2 separate regions of the Mus musculus genome follow, and region 1 is linked to region 2. The links are chromatin contacts, called in public Hi-C maps. All regions are on one chromosome and are shown on one strand. Each heading gives the region's core, a stretch centred on a gene start, on an enhancer-like site or on the middle of the called end of the contact. The rest is flanking DNA. Distances are from core to core; before and after follow the strand shown. Region 1 overlaps Plcb4 (phospholipase C, beta 4). Region 2 overlaps Plcb1 (phospholipase C, beta 1).

Evidence for each region. A called contact is a pair of places that touch in the nucleus more often than the background predicts.
Region 1: a Hi-C map of the N1E-115 cell line shows a contact between it and region 2, with 3 times the contacts expected there. The contact joins two enhancer-like sites.

The regions. Positions count from the first base shown.
Region 1 is chr2:135,854,966-135,860,771 of GRCm38.p6, reverse strand. All of the region lies in intron 3 of Plcb4 (phospholipase C, beta 4), which reads right to left. Among named protein-coding and RNA genes, the nearest start is that of Gm14210, 45 kb to the right of the region's middle. Within about 2 kb of position 4,496, at least 23 of the 459 cell types and tissues checked have an H3K27ac peak or open chromatin away from gene starts, as enhancers often do. A contact at or near this core is called in the N1E-115 cell line, where this site is marked.
Region 2 is chr2:135,360,590-135,366,645 of GRCm38.p6, reverse strand. It overlaps Plcb1 (phospholipase C, beta 1), which reads right to left. Exons shown (of 32, transcript NM_001145830.1): 25 at 4,209-4,262; 26 at 1,659-1,878. Among named protein-coding and RNA genes, the nearest start is that of 4930545L23Rik, 150 kb to the right of the region's middle. Within about 2 kb of position 4,440, at least 2 of the 459 cell types and tissues checked have an H3K27ac peak or open chromatin away from gene starts, as enhancers often do. A contact at or near this core is called in the N1E-115 cell line, where this site is marked.

The DNA of each region.
Region 1 (5,806 bases), core at 3,247-5,746, 490 kb before region 2:
CTGGCCTCCAGCTGATGGAAATCTGTATGCCTCTGCCTCCATAGTGCTGAGATTAGAGGCATGTACTATTTTCAACATTTTTAAATTATCGACAGATTACCTAATTGTAGGAATATACATTATTGAATATAAGTAGGGGAAATTGAAGTAAGTAGGGGAAATATCTACTTTAAACTACAGGATAATTTCAAAAGCCTGCCACTGCAGTGAGTTATACATGGAACCTCATAATTCTAGGATATACGATTCTCTAGCCACACTTGATCTAGTCTTTGGGCCCCTAGTAAGAGGAATGGATTAGGAGAAATATTTCCCAGTGCTCTTCTGGAATCTAAAGGTAAAAGCCCTTTGTTGTTTATGCTGTTTTCAAGCGTTGGCCAGGGAAAACTCATTAGTGGGTCACACAGAGCAGCGGCTGTCTTCTGTTACTCCACATGTGCAGACAAACTGGGAACTCCAGAAGCCATTTCTCTATTGCCGCAATATGCACATATCAAAATAAAGCAATTTATTAAACTAAAGGTTCTAAGGTTTAGATTCTAAACAGTGCTCTACATTGCTTCTGAATTCTAGCACTAAGAAGACGATATTATTCCAAAGAGGCAAGAATATAGCTGTATTTCCTGAGAGCCACAAAAAGCCAAAACCTGATAATTTAGTTTTGTCTTCAATTCAACAATACACACCAGAGACTAACAACACTCACAAAAATACCCACATCAGAAATAACTAAATTATCTTGAAATAAATATCTTCAGGGTAAGTCTGACTGGCTCTTTAGAGTAATGGCATTATGAAAATTATATATTTTTCAGACACTGAAATTTTCTAAATCATATATATTTATCACAATATGTTATATTTTTATATTTTTCAAAGTTACTCCTACCACACCTGCCCTGGAAGCTTCTTTTTCTCAATGGCTTTCTTAGAAGCAAATAGATTGGTAAAAGGGAAGCAATGATAGGGTAGGTTGCTTTACTGCACTGAAAACCCAACCACTGCCTTCTCCATCTTCTTTCCCAAGCAGAGCAGCATCAAACCAAGGCATGTTAATTTAAATAAGTACTTATTGTCTTTTAGTGTAACACAGTTACCGAGTTTTACCCAAAGAAACTAGGCACGGTGATTTCTACCTGACCTAAAATTAATCTTTCCGAGACCTTAAATGATATGAAAACAACGCACAGTGAAGGATCTGCTTTGACAAGTGTATTAACCTAGTGGATGGCAAGAGGTAGAGAAAAGGCTACGTGATGGACCCCATTGGTCTTGTATCTGTTTCTTGTGGAAATATGCACATCTGCACATACCAGAGCATCACTGTTCGGCAGTAAAGAGTCTCACAGGGTCAATCTCGGAAGTAGGTTCCCTCCGTGAGGAAGCAAGGTAAGCAGTGTAGCATTGGAAGACAGAGGGGTACAGACAGGCCATAGGACAGAGGCACATTTGCCTGTCTTTCCCACCCCCTTCTCTGGAAGCCCAAATGCTGCTGATCACTAGTCCGGTTCTTTAGGTTCTTTATTCCTGACTTATGATTCTTCTTGTGCATTGGAATCTAAGCCTATACTATAGGTTAACTAGCTTCTTTCTAGTCTATCATCTTTTCCTTATTGCTCTCCATCATTAGGGTGTTACCCATTTGGCCTTTCCCTGGTGCCTTGGGAAGGCTAGTCACCATGGTGCTAAAGCTTTCATATACTATCCACTAAGGGCAGACAGTTTTTCTGTACATGGTTTACTCGCTATCTCAGGGGATAGTTTAAATGTTACCATATCTGCTAACTCCTCTCTGGCCACCCATTAAGGAACATCAGAGCATCACCACTGACAAGTCTCTTTCTTGCCTGCTCTGTTTTTCTATTTAACACACATCTTCAGTATGTTTTTATGAATATTCGACTTGTCCCTCAACTAGGATAGCAACTTTACAAATTTTGCTTTCCATTTGCATTTGCCACCCATATGCATGGGGCACAAAGCTGACACTCCATATTGTCTTTAGTGGAATCAATGAACATCTGCTTCTGATCTTTCTACAAAGAAGGAATTAATAAGGGAGTGACTCTGTGACAGTGACCTAAGGTGTTGGTGACCCAGACCAAAACAAAACAAAACAACAACAACAACAAAAACAATTAAATGGAACATTAAAATATACAGTAGAAAAGAACAATATAAAACACGAGAGTTAAATATAGAGTCGTCCTCATCTTTCAGATACTCATTTCTTAATTCTTTTACTGTCCCTGTTAGTCAGGATAATGTGCAGTTTCCCAGAGAGGATTAGACATAGATCCCATGATCAGAATGATAGATGTTGGAAATCATGAGATGTGGGTGGACAGCATCTCAAATGAGCCAACATTTTATAGGCATTTGAAGGTGAGATGACCCTTACCAGGGAAGACCATTCATCTAGTCCTGGAAGGAGAAAGACCTGAAGTAATATAATAAGATGTGGTTAAGGTTTGGTAGATTAGAAGTGTTACCCTTTTCTTCCTGAGAGTTGCAATCACTTCATATACACAGGCCCTGGCCTAGTCCCCATCTATTGGAAGACTGGCCTCAAATCACACAGCGGTCAAGGATGGAAACGCATGGTATCTGAATTTGGCCAATGCTCAGAGGCCTGAATGTATTCTACTGAGGTTAAAGAAGTGAGATATAACTGTCATTTGAAGCAAATGAAATCCCTAAGTACATAGAAGGCTTTGTGGACCATTCTCCTTTCATCCAGCAGTTGTAGGAAGTGAACTTTACTTGTTTCATTCAGAGGGCAAGATGTGCCCCCCACCCTGCATGAATGGCAGTATATTACTAAAAGAGACACTCTTTTGCATGTCTCTGCAGCTTCTCCCATCAAAAGAGGGAGACTATTTCTCTCCATGGCATTACACATGTGCTCAGGCATATGCCCTGTGCTTAGATACACACCTTCTGTTTGGAACACTGCAGGCTGTGGGAAACGATAGCCTCACTCACTCAATCATCACAACTATGGCCCCCAAATCTGTGAACAAGGCCACCTCTTGTCATCTGTTCCTCGATGAACTGGGTCTGAACAGCCAAATCACCTGACCAATAAACCAAGTTATGAGAGAAAAGAAAACCAGGACTGTTTTATAAGTCCATACAACTTCAGAGTAATTTGTAATGCAGGAAACGAGAAATAATATATCTTCACAAACAAGGAAGGAAAAATGAGAAAGAGATTTCTGCAGCCTCTAGAGGTTGAAGGCCTGTGGGGCAGTGGACTGTGCCACCAGACAGAAGAACTGGTAAGGTAGTAGCAAGTTCAGAACCCCAATAACTCTTAGAAGTGAGAAGAACAGGAGTTTGAACTAGTTCCCGACCAGGTTCCTGTCCTGGAGGACATGACCTCTCTACCCCACTAAGAGGACCATGACAACCGGTCAGATAGCATAAAAACTTGATGAAAAAAAAAAAAACTTTATAAAAGGTTTTGCTGGGTATGTTGGCACACGCCTTTAATCCCAGCACTTGGGAGGCAGAGGCAGGCGGATTTCTGAGTTCGAGGCCAGCCTGGTCTAAAGAGTGAGTTCCAGGACAGCCAGGGCTACACAGAGAAACCCTGTCTCAGAAAAAAAAAAAGAAAAAAAAGGTTTTATTTTTGAGTTTTCCATGCTAATGAGGTATCTAGATAGGCCCCAAGTGTTTAGCCAATGAGCTTCCCTTCATCAAGGACAGTCATGGGAGGAGGCCATGGGAGGAGGCCTTTGTCATTCAGAGCCTCACCCAAGTCTCGCCCCTCTTCCAACTGATCCTTACTCCTAGCCTAGCCTGCCTTAGGTCCCTGGAGTTTGAGAACTACAGCCTCCATCCCACCTCAGTGCCCACTGTTTCTCACCTGGAAAAACTCCGAGAGCTGGGACCCCATCTCAGACTGCATTTCACCTTCCCTAAGCTGTAAAGCAGAAATGACCAACAACAAAAGCCCATTCTCAGTACGTTGCACAGAATGATATTGTTAAGGAATACAAACGAGATCCAAGCTGGCTATGGTAAAACATCCCTGTAATTCCAGTACTTGTATTCAGGAGACTCAGCCAGGAGGATGAGAAGTCAAAGGCCATTCTTGCATATAGAGAGAGCATAAGGCTAGATTGGACTGCATAAAACCCTACTGCAAGACAAAATAAAGAAGATCCAGGAAAGGAGAAAGGATCTCCAGGGACTGAAGAGGATGGGCAGTTAGAAACTAGCAAATGATCCTGGGTAGAAATTTGAGAACATAAAATAATAGGATTAATCATCTATCAGTGAATTTTTTTCAAGGAAGCATATAAAACTATAACATCGCCTTCTGGATGACACTAATTACTATGAGCAAACACATGTACTCTTTAGTATGAGCAGCCTGACAAGAAAAAGATCGTGGCTTATTTGTCTGTGACCCTCCCCCCTTCTCTATTCTCTAAACCCAGTCCCTAGCAGTAATAGGCACTTAGCAGACAACCAGAGACTATCTACAAAAGGAGTACATAATCGAATGAGCAATGACACGGAGGCCATTATTCCTCAGGGAAACAAAGCTACATGTCTATGTTTTAGTCTCGATTCCGTTTGATGTCAGGGTTTGCTTTTTCCCAAATTATTCTTATTAATGGATTCTCTTCCCTTCCAAGCAATGAGTATGGCCATGTGATTCTGAAAGTGACTAAGGCTCTGAGTGAGGGCATCTGGCTTCTATAACAGTATTGTGTAGCAGGGACTGTCTAACAGCCATTTACAACATCCAGCTGCATTTTATGTTTAATTTGAGTGTCTGGTCCTGTTGGTAAATCACTTGCTATATCAATAACACAATCATGAAAAAAGATGTTCAAAGTGCAGTGTTAAAGCTTCAATGCTACTTTTTTCTTATTAAAGAAAGAGCACGCTAGTATGTATATGTGTGTTGTGTGTTGTGTAGTGTGTGTGTGTGTGTGTGTGTGTGTGTGGTGTATGAGGATTAAGAGTACATGTATGGCATTGTGTATGTGTGTTGGTCAGAACACAACTCTGTGGAGTCGATTCTATCCTTTCACCTTTATACAGGTTTATGAAATCAAACTCAGGTCTTTAAGCTTGCATAATCAGATAGCAATGTCTTTACCCACAGAGCTCTCTGCCAGCTCACTTTTTTCTAATTAAACCAAGTCAGAAGGAAAAGACATGCATTTGCTATATACAATTTTCTAGGAAGCCTAGCTTTTAAGTCATCCTCAATTCAATTAAGAAAAGCATTCACATCTACATTTCACACTACTTAGACAATCAGTCTAAACATAAGAGCCTATACTTTCTGAGGAAAATGTAGACAATAAAATATGTGATAAACATAAGAGTAAAACATGTTAGTGTTCAGTTTTACTTGAACATCTATTTAGCATCATGGTTCAACTGAATTACTTAGAAGTTCTCCTAGACCATACCATCCTATCCTTTATAACTAATGAGCCATGGGCTATTGTGAATATGGTAATATAACCAGCCTAACAGATATGGCTCAAAGCTTAAAGAACCACTAATCCAAAATGTTATTTTACATGTATAGAATGTGGTAATTTTCAGATTCATGGCAATGCTTGTTAAGGGTTAAAACCGACTTCAAATAGTAAGTTGTGCAGTGTTCTCTCTCCTCTAACCTGAAGAAAGCTGCCTTGTGACTAAGTTGCATTTGAGAGAGGAAACTTAGGCCTAAAGCAATTCCCAAATTTAAACAAGATATCCTTGTCCTGGAGTCAGCATATGAGTGTTATGACACTTTACTTTTGCTACAAAATTTAACAGTTCTTTTAAA
Region 2 (6,056 bases), core at 3,191-5,690:
TGTGACTTGTCAGAATGGCTCTCCCAGCTGGGTGTGGTGACATTTGCATATAATCTCAGCTTTTGGACAACAAGGCAGGCAAATTATGACTTCAAGTCCATCTCAAGTGTGGGGGGGCTGGTGTGCTACTTACTGGCTTTCTCCTTACGATCTACTCAGCAGCCTATTATAGAACCCAGAACCACCAGCCAAGAGGTGGCCCCACCCACAATAGGCTGAGTCCTCTCAAAGCAATCATTGAGAAAATGCCCTTCAGGCTTACCCACAGCCAATCTTATGGAGGCATTTTCTCAACTGAGATTCCCTCATCTCAGATGACTCTAGCTTGTGCCAAGTCATCATAAAACCTAGCTGGCAAACTGAGCTACACATGGTGATGCTCTGTCTCAAAACTCTAGAGAGTGGGTATCAGCTAAGTAGTGAAGGACTTGTCCAGCATGCACAAGTCCCTGGGATCCATCCTTAGCACTGCAATAAAAAAATTTAAAAACACAGGGGATGTTATCTTCTCTGAGGTCATTCTACATCAAAATTTTGTTCTTTTTGATAGTCTTTATGGTTATGCTGTACCACGGTTATATGTGTTGTCCATTTTCCTCGAGTTATCTCGATGTCTTGGGTTTCTGTTACTGTGATAAAACACCGTGACTAAAACTACTTAGGGAGCAAAGCGATTATTTCATCTTATACTTCCATCATTGAAGGAAGTCAGGGCAGGTACCTGGAGGAAGGAACTAATACAGAGGCCATGGAGAAATGTTGCTTATTGACTTGTTCCTCATGGCTTCCTCAGCCTTCTTCCTTATAGACCCTGGGGCCATTAACTCAGCACTACTGACAGTAAAATAGCCTTCCCATGTCAAACATTAATTATGAAAATGCACCAAACACTTCCTGGGGCAGTTTGATGGGTACATTGAGATTTTTCTAGTTTTTATAAGCTGAGATAAAACTAACTAGCAAACGTGACTGCATATTTGCTGTTTAAGGGTAAAATTGTATACAATCATTGAATTATCCACAGGGCACAAGAAACAAAATAATAATATTACTCAATAGCTATGCTAGACTTGCTTCTCTCTGCCACATTCTGAGTGCTTTGAGTATATGAGAGATGTACTGTGAGAGCCCCAGACCCCAGGATATCTGTCAGGCCATTACGGGTTTCAGGCATCAAAAGAAAGTTGAAGCTTCTCCTTCCTCATGGTAAACAGTCTGTTCAACTCGATTCTAGGTACATAAGAACTCCATACCCACACTTTGGCAGCTGCTATGGTGTGTGGGGATGGTGTGGGGTAGGGGTGGGGGCATCAGGGACCCGATATCTGAGCCAAGAGCTAGTGCTCTGGAAGCATAATTGTATATCTACCCCAGAATTTGTTCAAATGAAGAAATCCATACCCAAAGTACTAGCTATGCCAAGACCAGAGAAAGAAGGGTCACAGGAATTCAGCCAGCCAAGACTAGCCTGGAAAGCGGGGAGGGGAGAAGAGAGGGAAGGTAGGAAGGAGGGAACTAAATTTAGCTTATAAGCAACTGTGAACTGAAAATACTCAAGAAGGGCAGGGTGGAGCCTGTGGAGTGACTTTGCTCCCTGTGGCATCACAGCATATAAACCATCAACCCCCCGCCAGGGCAGCATCTCTTTATGGACTCACTTCTTCTTGCTGTCCTTTTTGGCGGACTTCTCCAAGGCTGCCCTCCTTCTCAGGTAGTCATTCTGAATCTCGTTGTACTTGGTCGTGTGCTCCTTAATGAGCTCCGTGGTTTTCTTGTGGTGTCTCTTCACCAGGTCTTTCATTTCTTTGTAGTGTTTCTTTTGAAGTTTCACGAACGATTTCTGTTGCTTGAGCTCTTCGATGGTTTGCGCCTCTACTTCTGCAACAGAGGAGCGTTAGGAGCTGAGTGACAGAGTGGCTGAGAGTCCAGGGGTAGGGACAGTGGCATCCTGTTCAGAGAGGAACAGCTTATTCCTTCCAAGAGTGGCTGAAGAGCACAGCCTAGATGTCAGAACTGTCAGTAAACTGCTCTGGCCACTAGCTAACGACTGTGCTAACAAAACATTGCAGAGAGCGAGTTCCTTCTTTGGGGCTTTAAGTTTGGTTTTCCCAGAAGGAGAGTCTAGAATGGGGATTTGTGTGCCTGTGGCTCCTTGTGAGCTGAGGAGAGGGAAAGTAGATCAGCAGTGGAAACAACCAAGCAAAAGCACGCACATCAATTTCAGTATGACTTCTGAACAATCCTACGAGAACCCAAGGTGTGCATGGCACACCGGGTCTGGTCTCCCCATGAAGGCCAGCTTCTTGTGAATTTGGGATGATCAAAAGAAGATTTCCCTTTATATAGAGGAAAATTCTGCAGAGAAGCAGAGTTAATAACCTAGCCTCACTATGCCCGGGAACAGAACATATCACATCAGAGGAAAATGGAGCAGGCCCCAACTTCATCCTTCTTAGGGATGATGGCATTTCTACTAAAGGCTGGTCTGATGGTTAAATAAAATAAAAATCATGGAAAGTGTTTTGTTGTTTTTGGTACCATGCCTTAGATCAGTGGTTCTCAACCTTCCTAATGATGTGGACCTTTAATTTTTCATGTTGTGGTAATCCCCAACCATAAATTGTTTTTTGCTGCTACTTCATAACTATAATTCTGCTACTGTCATGAATCATAATGTAAATATTTCTAGAAATGGAGGTTTGCTGGAGGAGTCATGACCCACGAGTTGACAGCCACTGCTAAAGCGACTTAGCAAATGATCACACAGGTTCAGCGTCATTCAGGGGATGCACTGACAAGGGACACACCGTAGGTTTCTCCCTACATATCAGGGGATATGACAGTCAGGTGTGCCAAGAAAGTGTCCTTTAATCTAACTTTCACAAAGGCTCCAGCAGGGCTAGGGCCACCTGTATGACTGTAGTGTTTTATCCAATGTTGAGGAAAAAAATGGTCAATGTGACAAAGTCTGATCTTAAATCACTACATAGGCACACTCCATCACTTCTATAATAAGCATTTGTAAAATGAGTTCTCACTTCTGAAGTCAAGATCCCACACTAGCTTCTCTATTGCTTTCTCTAGAATTACAAGAATGGGGTTTTGGGGAGCCTTTCAATGTATGGTGTCTCAACTTCAATGAATTATCATTTATTTGGACCCAGCTAAGTCAGAGTTCACATGTTTCCATTTCTTGATTTGAACTTTCTGTTTTAGGAACAACACCACAAAAGATACCATAAATATTTGGAACTGTCAAGAGGTTCAGAAATAATATATATCAGAAACCATAGCAAACCTGGATAGAAACGGGCTGTGCATAAACAGGGAAGCTGGAATGGTAATTTCTGTTGCTAAACACCAAGGCCTTTAAACAGTGCTTCCTTCTCTTACTGTGTGTCTGTCCTGACAACTACTTTTTCTTCTTATTGAAGGAAGAAGTTGTGGAGAGAACTAGATACATTTATTTAACAGTTTCCCTCAGGTTCAAACTGACTTCAGACAGTTGCGTAATAATGGCTGCATTAAGAATTTATAATCCTGAGAAACTTCTGCATTTTCTGGTAGCCGATTCCACCTCATGAGAACCTAGAACATGAGCCACAAACAGTCTAGAAACAGAACTCCCCGTGCTCCAACCCTCTAAGAAAAAGACAGTCTAACCTGTCTTTGAAAAAGCCTCCGGGTAAAAGACTATCCCTTGGGAATATCCCCAAATGTAAAAAGTAATGCTCATCTGCATAAAGACACATATCACTAATGGGTGAACTGTTCAGAGATAGCCACAGATAGGGTGCGGTGCAGACCCTGTGTGTATACACTTGCAGATTTTTAGATAACATTTCAGTATCTTGTTTTCTTCATCAGCATTGTATTGCTTCCCATGGAAGCCCTTTAAAAACGTGCTTTGTTGCCTTGTAAGTTCTTCATAATTTCTAGGAATGATTTATGTATTTTTGGTGAAATATAGCTGTGTGGATAAAGTTTACATATCCCCAATCTGCAGCCCTGCACATTCTTGCAAAGCTGACACGTTTCAGTCATGGTAAACACCAGGGAAAAGGCAGAGGACTGCCAGGAGCCGTGACATCTTCTGGAAACTGTCCCTGACTAGGTGTAATCCAAGGCCGGGTTTCTTCTCCCCTCTGTACACTTACTGTGCAATGTTCATGTGGCAAATTCCATGAGGAAAAATGGTTTATGCTCACCTGTTAACACGCTCTGGATCAGATCTTCTGTTTTGGCAGGTGCCTTCACAGACCCTGCAACCAAAAAGATCAAAGAGATGGCCTTCTTTATCTTCCAAATTTCTATCTCATTTTCCAAGCATGTTTGTGGATGGAGGTGCAGCCCCGGGGTAGAAGAGCACTTGGCCATCTGGGTTTCATCTCCAGGACTGGGGGGGTCCTGCCCCTGTGCCCCCAAATTCTAAGTCTCTTTAGAGAGATGGCTAAAAAGTTGTAGAAAGTTGTTTACAACATAATTACAGTAAAACCTCTTTAGTTTGTAACTTGGATTCAATGCTATGCTGATGAGTAACTACGGGCATTCTCCATAGATAGGGAGACATCCCTCTACTTGAACCAAAACAAGAAATTCAATCTCAGCAATACTACTGCCACCTTCTGGCAAGATCAGGAATGACATGATTAAAGAGTGAATGCTGACCAAAGACCAATCAACTTCATGATCACTGTGCCAAGTGTGAGGTGTAACAGGTATTACACACCCTCAAAATGCTTCTACACAGAGGAGTGGGAAGCAAAACTTTCAGAGGGAAGCCATTTTGACCTAGGGTTGGGACATGGCAACATTACCTGTCCCCACCAAGATGCATTAAGAAGGGCACAGCATCAAAACAGAAGCCCAGATTAATGACAAGAAAACATTGAGGCAGCTCAAAGGAAGCAAGGGACATTTTGAAAAATAATAAAATATCAGGGGTATGAGAAACAAGAGAGAGTTGGGAGCTGTTACAGAAGGAAGGTGATCGTGGAGACATGATGAGCAAGTGCTCTCACTGTGGGACCCTGGGTGCAAATCTAGGACAATCAATAGACCCTGGTGCAAGGCAGGCCAAGCTTACAGAAGACTAACTTGTTTTGAAAGCTTACTGTGTTCTTGCTGACTTTAGCGGGAAAGGAGAGTTTGCATCACAGAGTCTGTAATATTTTTAACTGTTTCCTGTAAGCCAAATTATTTTTTGAGTATCACTTAAAAATCAAGATGTTAAAATGGCAAATTCTCTTTTATTCCCAGAAGCAATAAGCTCAGTTCAGAAGCCCTGAAAGTGTTTGCATGTGGTAGATAATAATCATTTGGAAATGCCGTGTCCTGTTATGGTTCACTCTCTCCTATTATTGATTTCATAGGAGTAGAGGATCAGTGAATGCATGGTTGATACAAATGAAGAAGGATTTGTATTTATAAAACATATTCTCTGAAAAAGCAGCCTTGCCCATCAGTGAGAAGATCTGTATTTCACCAATTCCATGTTCCACTATGACAGAGAAGAAAACGGGCACAGAGTCACACTCTCATGTTTTATGTTATCCCCCTCCTGTTTTATTAACTGACTCAACTAGATGGCTCAAATGCATGCCACTTCTTGGAAGTGAGTGATTACAGAGGATGCATGAAGCTCAACTTGCTCTCAGGATGGCTTCTGTCTGTTAAGAGAAACACAAAAACACACACACACACACACACACACACACACACACACACCATTACTACCACCATCACCACACCACTCACACATACACATATATACACACCACACATTACACATACAAGCACACACACACACATATACACACACATACATACATACAAACACACATATATATCACACACACACCACCACCACAGCACTCACACATACATATATACATACATACAAACATAGACACATACATATCATACACACACATCATCATCACTACCACCACACCCCTCACACATGCACATACATATACACAAATGCCACCCCACATATATATGTGCATACACACACACATATATATATATATATACACACACATACATACACACAC